Linked DNA regions of Sus scrofa: region 1 is linked to region 2. The links are chromatin contacts, called in public HiChIP or PLAC-seq maps. All regions are on one chromosome and are shown on one strand. Each heading gives the region's core, a stretch centred on a gene start, on an enhancer-like site or on the middle of the called end of the contact. The rest is flanking DNA. Distances are from core to core; before and after follow the strand shown.

Region 1 (6,285 bases), core at 1,630-4,129, 110 kb before region 2:
GCATTTCCATATAAATTTTTAAATTTTAAAAAATTTACCAAGGATTGCTCTGTGGCCCAAGATGTGACCTATCCTGGAGAATGTTCCATGTGCACTTGAGAGGAAAGTATATTCTGCTGTTTTGGGGTGAAAAGGTCTATAGATATCAGTTAAATGTATTTGGTCTAGTGCATCATTTAAGGGCTTTTTTTCCTTGTTGATTTTCTGTCTGGATGATCCGTCCATTGCTGTTAAGCATGGTGTTAAAGTCCCCCACTATTTTGTGTTACTTTCAATTTCTCCTTTTATAGCTATTAGTAGTTGCATTATGTATTGTGGTGCCTTATATATTGTTGGGTGCATATATATTTACAGTTGTTATATCTTCTTGTATTGATCCTTTAATCATTACAAAATGTCCTTCTTTGTCTCTTATAACCTTCTTTATTTTAAAATCTATTTTGTCTGAATATTGCTACTCCTGCTTTTCTGTGATTTCCATTTGCATGTAATATTTACTTTTATCCCCTCACTTTAAGTCTATGTGTCCTTAGATCTGAAGTGCATCTCTTGTAAACAGAATATATATGTGTCTTGTTTTTTTATCCATTCAGCCAGTCTGTGCCTTTTAGTTGGAGCATATAATCCATTTACATTCAATGTAATTATGTACTTATTGTCATTTTCTTAATTTTTTTTTGTATTTCTATTTTGGGTCTTTTTTCTTCCTCTTTTGTTGTCTTCTCTTGTGATTTGCTGACCATCTTTAGTGATATATTTGTCTTGCTTTTTCTTTTTTATGTATGTGTGTGTCCATTATAGTTATTTGATTTGTGGCTCCCAGTATATTTTGAGATAACCTTCTGTATGTGGGCAGAATTGTTTCTGGTTGCTTGTCTCTTAATTTCAAATGCATTTTCAAAGTTCTGCATTTGTCTTCTCATGCTTGCTAGTTTTGATATCATATTTGTCAATGGGTGGTGTCATACTTTTATATTATCTTAGTCTTTACCAGTGAGCTTTTTCTTTTTTAATATTCTTATTTCTAATTGTGGCTTTTCCTTTTCTGCTTAGAGAAGTTCCTTTAGTAGTTGATGTAGAGCTGGTTTGGAGGTGCTGAATTCTCTTAGCTTTTGCTTGTCTAAAAAGCTTTTGGTCTATCAAATCTCGATGAGAGCTTTGCTGGGTAGAGTATTCTTGGTTCTAGATTTCTCCTCTTTATCACCTCAAATATGTTTTACCACTCTCTCCTACTTGTAGAGTTTCTGTTTAAAATCAGCTTTTATCCTTATGAGGGTTTGTTGCTTTTCTCTTGTGGCTTTTAACATTTTTTTACTTTGTATTTAACTTTTGTCCATTTGATTAGTATGTGTTTCACTGCGTTTCTCCTTGGATTTATCCTGTAATGGAATTCTCTGTGCTTCAACTTGAGTGAGTGTTTCCTCTCCCATGTTAGGGAAATTTTCATATACAATCACTTCATATATCTTCTCTGGCCCTTCTTCGCTCTATTCTCCTTCTGGAACCCCTATTGTGTGAATATTGGTATGTTTAATGTTATTCCAGAGGTCCCTTAGACTCTCCTCAGTTCTTTTCAGTCTTTATTCTTTTCTGTGGCAGTTACTCCCACCTCTCTGTCTTCTACCTCACTTATTCATTCTTTGCCTTCATTATCCTGCTATTGATTCTTCCTAGTGTATTTTTCATTTCAGATATTGTGCTATTCATCTTGCTCTTTAAATCCTCCAGCCCTTTGTTAAACATTTCTTTTAAGTTTTCAGTCTGTGTCTCCATTCCTTTCCAAGATCTTGGATCATCCTTACTATCATCACTCTGAATTCTTGTTCAGGTAGATTGCCTATCTCCTCATCATTTAGTGGTTTTTGTCTTGTTCTTTTGACTGAAATCTACTTCTTATCATCTCATAATGTCTGCCTTTCTGTTTATTGTCCCCTAGACAGCAGGTATGCAGATGAAGCATCAAGTGCCCAGTCCTGGGGTTCTCAAGGGTGGTAGTGGTTCACCTGTACCCAGAGCACATCATGGGGGCAGCAGGATAATACTACGTCTCCTGGAGCTGGGTGGCTACTAGGGATGGGGTCTGTGAGAAAGGTGGCAGTGATTCACATTTCACAGCATTGCTTTTGTAGCATGCAGAGACAGCAGTGGCCCTGGGGACCCTTCCTGCTACCAGCTAGATTTCAAGACTGTTTCCTGTAACTTGCAGTGTCAGCAGTTGTTCCTGCAGCCCCTCCCTTTGCTGGGAAGGCTCTAGGGACTGCCCTCTGTAGCTGTAGGGGCGGGTGCCATTCAGCAGTCACTCCTCATGTTTGGCCACTCTAGGGATCTCTATATACAGCCCCAAGGGTCAGGGATGCTTTCTAACTATTGCTAAAAGTCCTTCTCTGTAACTTCAGGATGTGCACTTCTGGCAGCCTCTCTCCTTCCCTGGCTGCTGGGAGGAGTGCTCTCTGTAGCTGCTGTGGATCTGAATATGGACCAATGGGCTTCCCACCACTTCCTTGGTGCAGATCAAGTGCCACTGGCCTGGGTCCTCTCAAGGCCACTGACAGGAGCCCTGTAGCTTGTGCTTCTCTCCAGCTGGGCAGCCTACAGTTCTGGCAGGGAGTATGCACTGGTGGCCCTCTCTTGGCTCTTTTGGCACAGATAGGGGACCACTGGCATGAGCCCCTGCAGAGCCACTGGATGGAGCCACTGAGCTTGTGCTTCTCCTGGTTGGGCAGTTTGCAGCTCCTGAAGGGAATGGGTGCTGGTGGCTCTTATAGTGCAGGACAAGCATTGCTAAACATGGGGCCGCTGGCAGGATCAGGGAGCTTATTTTATTCTTCCAGGAAGTTACTCTGCCTGCTCCAAGTTCTCTGTAGCCCTAAGGGTGGGGCTGCTTCCCAGCTGTTGCTAGGCAGCTGCTGCTGCCAATTGGCTCCCAGACCTGAAGCAGTGTCCTATAGCCTGAGAAAGTGCACACATGCAGGGAACAAGGCTGTAGTGGTGAATCCCACCCCTTCCCTCCAGCACCCCCAAACAATGGCACCTAGCCTCTAAGCCTGACTGGGTTGCCTCTACTTGTGCCTTCAAATGTGCTTTCCCTATATTCTAGTCCCTCCAGGAGGTTTTCTTATGGCCAACCCCAGTTTTTTCCCACATAGCCAGCCCCAGCTCTCTCTTTGAGTCTGATCTCTAAGGCCAGAGTTTTAGTTCCCGACACCTGCTGGCACCTGCATATGGTTGCCCATACCACTGACCACTTGCAGAGGATTGTTTCTGTTTTAACTGCTTCACACTGATTGTCTAGAGTTTCTCCTCCATCTTGGCTGATCTCCTCACTGGTGGGGAATTTCCCAGGGTGCAGGAAGTTCTCCTCTTTCCAGCTCCCTTCCAGGGGTACAGGTCCCATTTTGCTTCTCTCTTTTTCTTCTTTCTTTTGCCCTATCTGGTTTTGAGAAGTTTTCCTTGCTCTATCATAATCCTAAGGTCTTTTGTCATTTTTAGCAAATTTTGTGAGAATAGTTCCACGCATAGATGCATTCTCACTGTATTTGTGGGAGTAGGTGAGCCTTATATATTACTACTCCACCATCTTCCTCAGGGACCCCCACATCTTCTTAATCCATTCATCTGTCAGTGGATGTTTAGGTTGTTTCCATGTGTCTGGCTATTATAAATAGTGCTGCTATAAACATAGGGGTGCATGTATCTTTTTGAATTATAGTTTTGTCTGGATATGTACCCAGGAGTGGGATTGCTGGATTATATGGTAATTCTATTTTCAGCTTTCTGAGGAACTTCCATATTGTTTTACATAGTGGTTGCATCAATGTATATTCCCACAAACATTGTAGGAGTGTTCCCTTTTCTCCACACCCTCTCCAGCATTTGTTAAATCTATTTTCCACTGGATGTTGACCCTTAGATAATATATGAACAGTAACATGAATTCCCTTTTTTTTTTCTCCCCAACTAAAAAAATTAAATGCTTATGAATCTGAAAATTTTGATATCTTTAAATATTTCGTGATTTTGTTTTCAACCTTTCACATTTTACTTCAGAAGAAAAATTATTTTTAGCAACATGGATGGACCTAGAAATTATCATGCCAAGTGAAGTCAGCTATACAATGAGACACCAACATCAAATGCTTTCACTGACATGTGGAATCTGAAAAAAGGACAGACTGAACTTCTTTGCAGAACAGATGCTGACTCACAGACATTGAAAAACTTAGGGTCTCCAGAGGAGACAGTTTAGGGGGTGGGGGAATGTGCTTGGGTTATGGGATGGAAATCCTGTGAAATTGGAATGTTATGATCATTATACTACTACAGATGTTACAAATTCATTTGAGTAATAAAAAAAACTAAAAGCTGAGCTTAGAAATATTTAAAAAAAAGGAGAAAAATTAAATTGTAACTATTATGGGGTATAAAGAAACTTCATTTGTAAAAGAGAAAATCATCAGTCTAAGTCAAATTCTGGGGCCCTCAATAAATTATGATAAGAATGGTCATAGTTTATCTCTCTATTAGTTCACCAGGTCAAATAATCACATGACCTTCCTATAGACATTATTATATTCTAAATATTGGGCATGAGTATATTAGTGTTTACTTAATTGAAACTTGTATAGAATGAAAGAGCAAAACAACCATTTGATGTACTTCACTACTCCATGAGAAGGGCTGTTATTGACTTATGGTTTATATAAAGGGCAAGAGGGGTGGACTGTGAATAACGAGAATATTTCTACACAATACTTATGGTAAATATGATTTATTCTAATTCTCCCATAGCCTACAACTAATAAGAAAACTTCAAAATCTCTGTATTTGAAATTACATGGAGGGCAATTCATTATAAATATTAATTTATTTCTCAGTAATCTATGATTTTGTAATATTGTACATCTAAGTAATATTGTATAGAAATTTTCATTAAAAATGGCATGCTTCTTTTCTAAAAAACTTCAGATATACCATTATATCATATATACTAGGCATACAGAATATTGTATATGTATTTGAAATGTATTTTTTTACTGAGAAATATTTTGTTTCTTTAGACATTCACAAAAATTGCTCAGAACCAGTTACGAACAGATTCGGAACTAAATACTAAGGAGACAGCAGTGAAAAGAAAAAAAATCCCTGAAGTCTTGGAGCTTACATTCTGTGTAAAAATTCCTACCAGGTATAAGAACAATTTATGAGGTGCTAGAGGAATATTTCTCAAATGTGGTTCTCTGACACTGCGTGTTATCTGATGTTTTATATTATTAGTGGCACATGTTAAAAAACAGTGGAGATTTGTATATAGTAACACAATTTTATTTTTATTTTTTTGGCCACACCCATGACATGCAGATGTTCCTAGGCCAGGGACTGAAACTTTGCCACAGCAGCTACCTAAGCCACTGCAGTGGCAATGCCAGATCCTTAACCTGCTGCACCACAAGACAACTCCTAGGAAATTTATTTTAGAATGTGATTTTGAAAGTATATGTAATATCCCAAGGTCTTTGGTCTCCTCTAAAAAGTTGTTATAAGGACAAGGAAATGTAAATCTAAATTTTTCCTTTTAAATTATGAGCAGATGAATTCAAACCTGTTGAAATGTGCTCATCTGAACTGACATTAACCTATACCAAATAATGCAAAATAACTCTGAGAAAAATCTTCTTACGAGACAGAAAAGGATATTTTCGTCAGGGTCTTTATTCAATTTTTAAGCTTGCGAGTCTTTGTAAGAGCATAAACAAACAAAGAAATAAAATAGGGAGAGAAATTATAAGCTTTTTTTCTTATAATATCTAAGCATCATTTTTACAGGTCAGTCTCAGGCTGTATAATGTCAAGGGCTCCTTTGTGCCCCCAGATATGTGCATGGACTACTGCTCAAAATGTCTTTAACAGAGGACGGTTTGCTGTACTCTATTAAAAATTAAGGTTAAAATGGTAAGAACCCTGGGAAAGTTAATTTATTAACTTCAATTCACAACAAATTGATAAGTTGTGTATTAGAGCCTTTCCAGAAAACAAATTTTTGTATTATTTTGTGTTTTGCTTTTTAGGGCTGCACCTGCGGCATATGAAAATTCCTAAGCTAGGGGCTGAATCAGAACCATAGCTGCCTGCCTACGCCACAGCCACAGCAGCAAGGGATCTGAGCTGTGTCTGCCACCTCCACCGCAGCTCACAGCAACACCAGATCCTCAACTCACCGGGTGAGGCCAGGGATCAAAGCTGCATCCTCATGGATACTAGTCAGGTTCTTAATCTGGTGAGCCACAA
Region 2 (6,737 bases), core at 2,683-5,182:
TACCTGTTTGTTATACACAAAAATAGCACTTGAGAAGGTACATTATTTAGATTCAGCAAAGATGGTTAGGTGGGGTAAGTCCTAGTGAGGAGGTCAACTACACAACAATACCATTGTCATAGATGACTTGGAATACTTAGCATATCACATCATAACCTGCCAAGGGTCATGCCATGACAAGTAATTAGATGTTTTTTATTAAGTATGACAACAAGCCTGTCAACAAAGTGATCTGGTGTTGTCAATATACAATGTTTCAATACAGAAGAAGGGCTGGGATGATTCGGTTCTCCAGAGCAAGTCTAATGCCAGTGTTTTTCTTTGAAGTATTTTTTCCGTGGTTTACTGGCTTATCAGAGAACCCTGACTTTTCAAACTTGAAAGCTGCTTCACCCTCTGGAATTAAAAGAAGGTGTGTTTCTATTGTATTGACTGTGCTTGCAGATATCTTGTATTAAGATCCTGATTTAACTTACTTATAACTTGGTAGTTTACCCTTGGTTTCCCGGACATATGAAAGGTAACACTTCCATAAATCAATGTGCAAAACCTTCATAAGGCATCTCTGAAACAGCTGTAAATATAATAAAATATTATCAGAATTCATAGTTAAATAAATTTCACATGTATATAGTTGAAATGAAACATTAAAGAAATAAATTCAGCTCTTTTCATAAATTTATCTTCTCACAAATAAATTGTGACTAACAATTCCCTATATTTTGTTTAGATAATCACAATCATTCTCATAATTTTGGTCAGCAGACTAAGTACAATGAACTTATAAAATAATCAATCTATTATATAATAATATAATCAATAACCAGATTCAATAATTGTTAACATTTTACTATATTTACCTTACATATTTTAAGCCCTAAATTAAACTTCAGCACAAAATTAAAAGTTTATTTAAGAGAACTCACTTTTTCAACCTTATCATAATTTTTAGCTTTAATCTGCAGAGAAAAAGAAAAATATAGGATTAACATCATTCTTTTTAGAGTATTAAAATACTGAGTGTTTTGATTAATCTTACAAATTCACTTCTACATTTTCCTATTAATTCTGCCTTTCAAAAATAACAAATAATAGAAGTCTGGAACCCAACACAGATAATACTCATTGCAAATATTCCATACACATAATTGATTCTATATGGATAAATTTTTATACATTCATTGATGTTGGAATTTTGTGAATTTAAAATTTTGTAAAACAGTCTCAAGATGAATACAGAAATATAAACAAGGCATACCTGAATATGGCTTTAAGCATCTACTAAAGACAAATTTAAAGCTTTATTTTCCCTGAATAGCTACAATCTGAGTAGAGCAGCAAATAAGATTTGTTAATTTTGACTACACATAAATTTTAATCATTCAGTCAACCTATTATATATTATACTCTAGGCACTGTGGCTACCACAGTGAACAAAGCATACATAGCTCGCCTATATCCTCATAGAGCTGACAATTTACAATTGTACAGGGGGAAGTAAAGGGTGCTATGGGAGCATTTAGGAGATGCATAAAATCCAGACATGGGAGGTTGTAAAAACTCCTGGAAGCAGTTAAGATGTTAAGAATGAGGCGTTTGGAGTTCCCGTCATGGCTCAGTGGCTAATGAATCCGATTAGCAACCATGGGACTGCGGGTTGGATCCCTGGCCTTGCTCAGTGGGTTAAGGATTAGGCGTTGCTGTGAGCTGTGGTGTAGGTCGCAGACGCAGCTTGGATTACGCGTTGCTGTGGCTCTGGTGTAGGCTGGCAGCTGGCAGCTACAGCTCTGATTAGACCCCTAGCCTGGGGACTTCCATGTGCTGCGGGAGCGGCCCTAGAAAAGACAAAAAAAAAAAAAAAAAAAAAAAAGAATGAGGTGTTAGGACAGAATGGCTATCATCAAAAAGCCTAAGAAAAATAAATGTTGGTGTGAAGAAAGGCACCTCCTTCACTGTTGGTGAGCATATAAACTTGTGTAGCCATTATGGTTAACAGTTTGGAGGTTCCTCAAAAAAAACTAAAAAGTAGTTCATATGATCCAGCAATACCACTCTTGGGCACATATCCCATAAAGACAGAAACTCTAAATTCAAAAACAGATACATGTACTATAATGTTCACAGAAGCACTATTTACAGTAACAAAGACATGGAAGAAACCCAAGTGTCTATCCACCATCAGCTGGCTTAAAATGAAACTATATGCCCTTTGATGCCCTTTGTAGCAACATGGATGGACCTAGAGAATATTATACTAAGTGAAGTAAGTCAGACAGGGAAAGACAGATATTTTATGATCTCACTTATATGTGGAATCTAAAAACTAATACAAATGAATCTATATAAAAAAAGAGACACACAGACATAGAAAACAAACTTATGGCTGGTTACCAAAGGGAAAAGGGTTGGAGGGAGGGATAAATCAGGAGTATGAGATTAACAGATATGAACTACCATACATAAAATAGATAAACAATAAGAATTTACTGTATAGCACAGGGAATTATATTCAGTATCTTGTATTAACCTATAATGGAAAATAATCCAAAAAAATATATATACATGTAACTGAATCACTTTGGTATACACTTGAAACTAACACAATATTATAAATCAACTACAGTTTAATTAAAAAAAAAAAAAGAATGAGGTGTTAGACTGGTAAAGAAAAAGAGGAGTTATTCCAGGTAGGAGAATTGGTATGTGAGAAGACAAAGGCAAATATTAGATTTCCCATTCTTTCAGTATTTTTATCAGATGGTAGGAAGAGTTAGATCATTCAACTGTGATGTATCAGCAAATCTATCAGTCTCATAGGTACTTAATTCAACTGGTTAGAGAACTCTTGGCTTGTGGTCCTTTTCTATCAGTTGTACATATATTTTCCCACTGCTTTCTGGGTAAGGTATTGCAAATCAGAACTCTGGTGACAGGCTATTTTTCTTTCGCTGATTACTTGCTCTTTCTCTCCGGAACTTGTAAGATTTCACCCTTGATCTTCAGAGTTCATAAATTTTAACAGGGTTTGCTTAAATATAGGTCTTTGCTCTTTGAGACAGTTTAGTTAAAGTTCTGCAGTCAGATCTCTTGGATCCACTTTCTGACTCTCTACCTAACTTTTCTCTTCATCTGAATTAGTGGGGATAACAGTACCCATTTTGTAGGGCTATTGTAAGGACTCAATGAGTTAATAAATTTAAGCCCTTAGAACACTGTCCAGCTGAGTACTTAGTAATTGACTTTTGTTATCATTAATACAAGTTCTGCCTAGAATTCAGCATGTTCTTTGAAGCTACAGACTCATACCTTTTTCAGCTCAAGATTTTTCATCTTTTAAAAACCATGGCCTCTCTTCAATGTTTCTTTTTACTTTTAGAACTTCAATTATACGCATTAGGTCTCCTTGTTCCATCCTCAAAATCTGTTGTTTTTACACTTTCTTTGCCTTTTTGTTCTAGGTTTAAAAATATTTCTTCCACTAGAGTCTCCATGTTACCATTTTCCTCCATTTGACCTATTGCTGTAGTTGGTTCAAAAATGGCTTTTAAAAAGTGCGTTTAATACTGCACTTTCAATCTCACTGTGTTCCCATTATTTTGTTTAAGTGGTTTTCTCTCCTTCAGCAGCTCTATTTTGTTGGGGGCCTATCCCAACAGTCTATAATCCTTTCTTGTTGCTGGATCCTTAGATATGCAATTATTATTTTTTTTTTTCTATCTATTCCCTGAGCTCCGAGTTGGTAGTCCCCGTGTAGCAGTCGACCTTCTCTAGCATGACAGCTGAGTAGCAGGTGTAGACAGCAAGCTGGCTCTTGGTAGTCTTCTGACAAAAAACCAAAGAGAAATCTTTGCTCAAGAGCAGGGAGGACTAGGCCTGCCAATTCAAGTCCTTTTTGGTTTCCTGGAGGCCAATCTGATGATGTCAACATTCCTCTGGGCAGAAAGGCAGTGGAAGGATGCCAAATATTTCTGAGTTTCTTATTCCTTGTCCTGGACTCTCCATCAGGACTCCTCTATCAGACAGTCATAGAATCTAAGGTTTCCTTATATCCAGCTGCTTGGCTCAGTATAGGTAAATAGGCTGAGTTGAAAGTGGGAGTGAAGTTAGATGAATTCAAGTCACCAGCTTACCAAATATAGATTACAGATTATACACAGTTCTCACAATTGACCAGAAAAACCAAGTTTACACATTGGGAAAACTGACAAAGAGTATGAATAGGCAATTCCCAGGAGAGAAAATGTAAAGGGTTAAAAATAATATGGCACCCTTTAAAAAAAAAAAAAGGAAAAGTTATGTGAATATGTATGCTCCTTTTCTCTCTCTCAAAATATCTCATTGGGAGTTCCCATCATGGTGCAGTGGTTAACGAATCCGACTAGGAACCATGAGGTTGAGGGTTTGATCCCCGGCCTTGCTCAGTAGGTTAAGGATCCGGCGTTGCCGTGAGCTGTGGTGTAGGTAGCAGATGCGGCTTGGATCCCGCATTGCTGTGGCTGTGGTGTAGGCCGGTGTCTACAGCTCCAATTCCACCCCTAGCCTGGGAACCTCTATATGACGCAGGAAGCGGCCCTAGAAAAGGCAAAAAGACACACACACAGTATAAATTTCCAAAATGGGAAATACAAATTAAAATAATAGCTATCTTTTTATACAAATCAGTATGGTAGAAGCTTCAGAGGGTATTAACACTACTAAAGTGATGAGAAAAAGACTTCATCCATTGCTAGAAGAAATATGAATTGTTATGGCCTTTAAAGAAAGCCACTGGCAAAAGCTACTCAAAGATTACACATCTTTTTCTTTTTTTCCTGTCTTTTCTAGGGCCACACCCACAGCATATGGAGGTTCCCAGGCTAGGAGTCTAATGGAGCTGTAGCCGCCAGCCTATGCCAGAGCCACTGTGGGATCCAAGTCACATCTGCAACCTACACCACAGCTCAAGGCAATGCCAGATCCTTAACCCACTGAGCAAGGCCAGGGATCGAACCTGCAACCTCACGGTTCCTAGTTGGATTCGTTAACTACTGAGCCACGATGGGAACTCCTACACATCTTTTCTTTTTTTCTTTTTAGAGCCACATCTGCAGCATATCAAGTTACTGGGGGCTAGGGATCAAACTGGAGCTGCAGCCTATACCACAGCCACAGCAACGCTGGGACTAGAGCCACGTCTGTGACCTACATCACAGCTGAAGGCAACGCCAGATACTTCACCTACTCAGAGAGGCCAGGATTCAAACCGACATCCTCATGGATACTCCTCAGGTTCTTAACCCGCAAAGCCACAACAGGCAACTCAGAAGATTACACATCTTTTAACACAGCAATTCCACTCCTGGGACCTACCCCCACTGAAATAAAAGTACCTGGATATAAAGTTGATTTACAAAGTTATTTACTACACAAACTTTGCAGCATCAAAATCAGTTAATAGGAGGAGTTTCCACTGTGGCTCAGCAGGTTAAGGACCCCCTACCTTGTCTCTGTAAGGATACAGGTTAGATCCCTGGCCTTGCTCAGGGGGTTAAGGACCCAGCATTGCCACAAGCTGTGGCATAGGTCACAGATGCTTCTCAGTGTGGCTGTGGCTGTGGCTGTGGCGTAGACCGCAGCTGCAGCTCCCATTCAACCCCCGGCCTGGTAACTTGTATGTGCCACAGGTCACAGGGACAGCCATAAAAAATTAAAAAAAAAAAAAAGTCAGTTAACAGGAGTTCCCTGGGGGCTCAGCAGGTGAAGGATATGGCATTGTCACTTCTATGGCTCAGGTTACTGCTGTGATGCAGGTTCAATTTTTGGCCTGGGAAGTTCCAAATGCCATGGGCACAGACAAAAAATATCAGTTAACAAAGTAAACATCCACCAATTTGGAAATAGTCTAATAAATTATGATGCCTTCACATCATGGAATTTTAAGTGCCCATATAAAACAAATCAGGGCTATAACTAGTAATTAGAGGAATTTTCCCTAAGATTTTATTGAATGAAAAAAGATTAAAATGTGTTTAATATAATTCATTTTTGTAAAACAAATTTAATTATGGTGTTGCAGAGATCTATTGGTGGAGCAAGGAATAGACAAAAAAAAGAGACTACTTCAGATACACAACTGAATTTATGCATTTTAGTAAAAACTGTCTATATATGCAAGTGTAAAAAATGTAAACAAACAAAAAATTTTTTTTGGCCACACTGACAGCATGTGGAAGTTCCTGGGCCAGGGACTGAACTGTTGTCATAGCAGCAACCAGAGCCACTGCAGTGACAATGCTGGATCCCTAACCATGAGGGAACTCCTTAAGTTTTTATTTTATTTATTTTTTGTCTTTCTGCCATTTCTTGGGCATATGGAGGTTCCCACGCTAGGGGTTGAATTGGAGCTGTAGCCACTGGCCTACACGAGAGCCACAGCAACTTGAGATCCGAGCCGTGTCTGCGACCTACACCACAGCTCATGGCAACGCCAGATCCTTAACCCACGGAGCAAGGCCAGGGATCGAACCTGCAACCTCATGGTTCCTAGTCAGATTCGTTAACCCCTGAGCCACGACAGGAACTCCCCTTAAGTTTTCAAAATAAAGAAAAATTCTCAGATCTTTCTGTCATTAACCAATAGAAAAATGCCTCCATTTAGGGCAGAAGAACTGAATAGAATCTTTTCCAAAGAGGAGATGCAGATGATGACCAATAGGCACATGAAAAGTTGCTCGACATCACTGATAAGGGAAAGACAA

What was found. HiChIP or PLAC-seq counts read pairs in DNA pulled down with a chosen protein or histone mark.
Region 1: a contact with region 2 is called in an H3K27ac HiChIP or PLAC-seq map of skeletal muscle. The contact joins two enhancer-like sites. A contact is called at or near these places in 1 of 5 promoter capture datasets (liver) and 1 of 2 datasets of contacts at active chromatin or transcription factors (skeletal muscle).

What each region holds. Positions count from the first base shown.
Region 1 is chr2:27,932,310-27,938,594 of Sscrofa11.1, reverse strand. No RefSeq gene overlaps it. Among named protein-coding and RNA genes, the nearest start is that of DEPDC7, 6.6 kb to the right of the region's middle. Within about 2 kb of position 2,879, at least 10 of the 83 cell types and tissues checked have an H3K27ac peak or open chromatin away from gene starts, as enhancers often do. A contact at or near this core is called in skeletal muscle, where this site is marked.
Region 2 is chr2:27,821,511-27,828,247 of Sscrofa11.1, reverse strand. It overlaps CSTF3 (cleavage stimulation factor, 3' pre-RNA, subunit 3, 77kDa), which reads right to left. Exons shown (of 22, transcript NM_001267844.1): 4 at 927-959; 5 at 477-574. Among named protein-coding and RNA genes, the nearest start is that of CSTF3, 55 kb to the right of the region's middle. Within about 2 kb of position 3,932, at least 12 of the 83 cell types and tissues checked have an H3K27ac peak or open chromatin away from gene starts, as enhancers often do. A contact at or near this core is called in skeletal muscle, where this site is marked.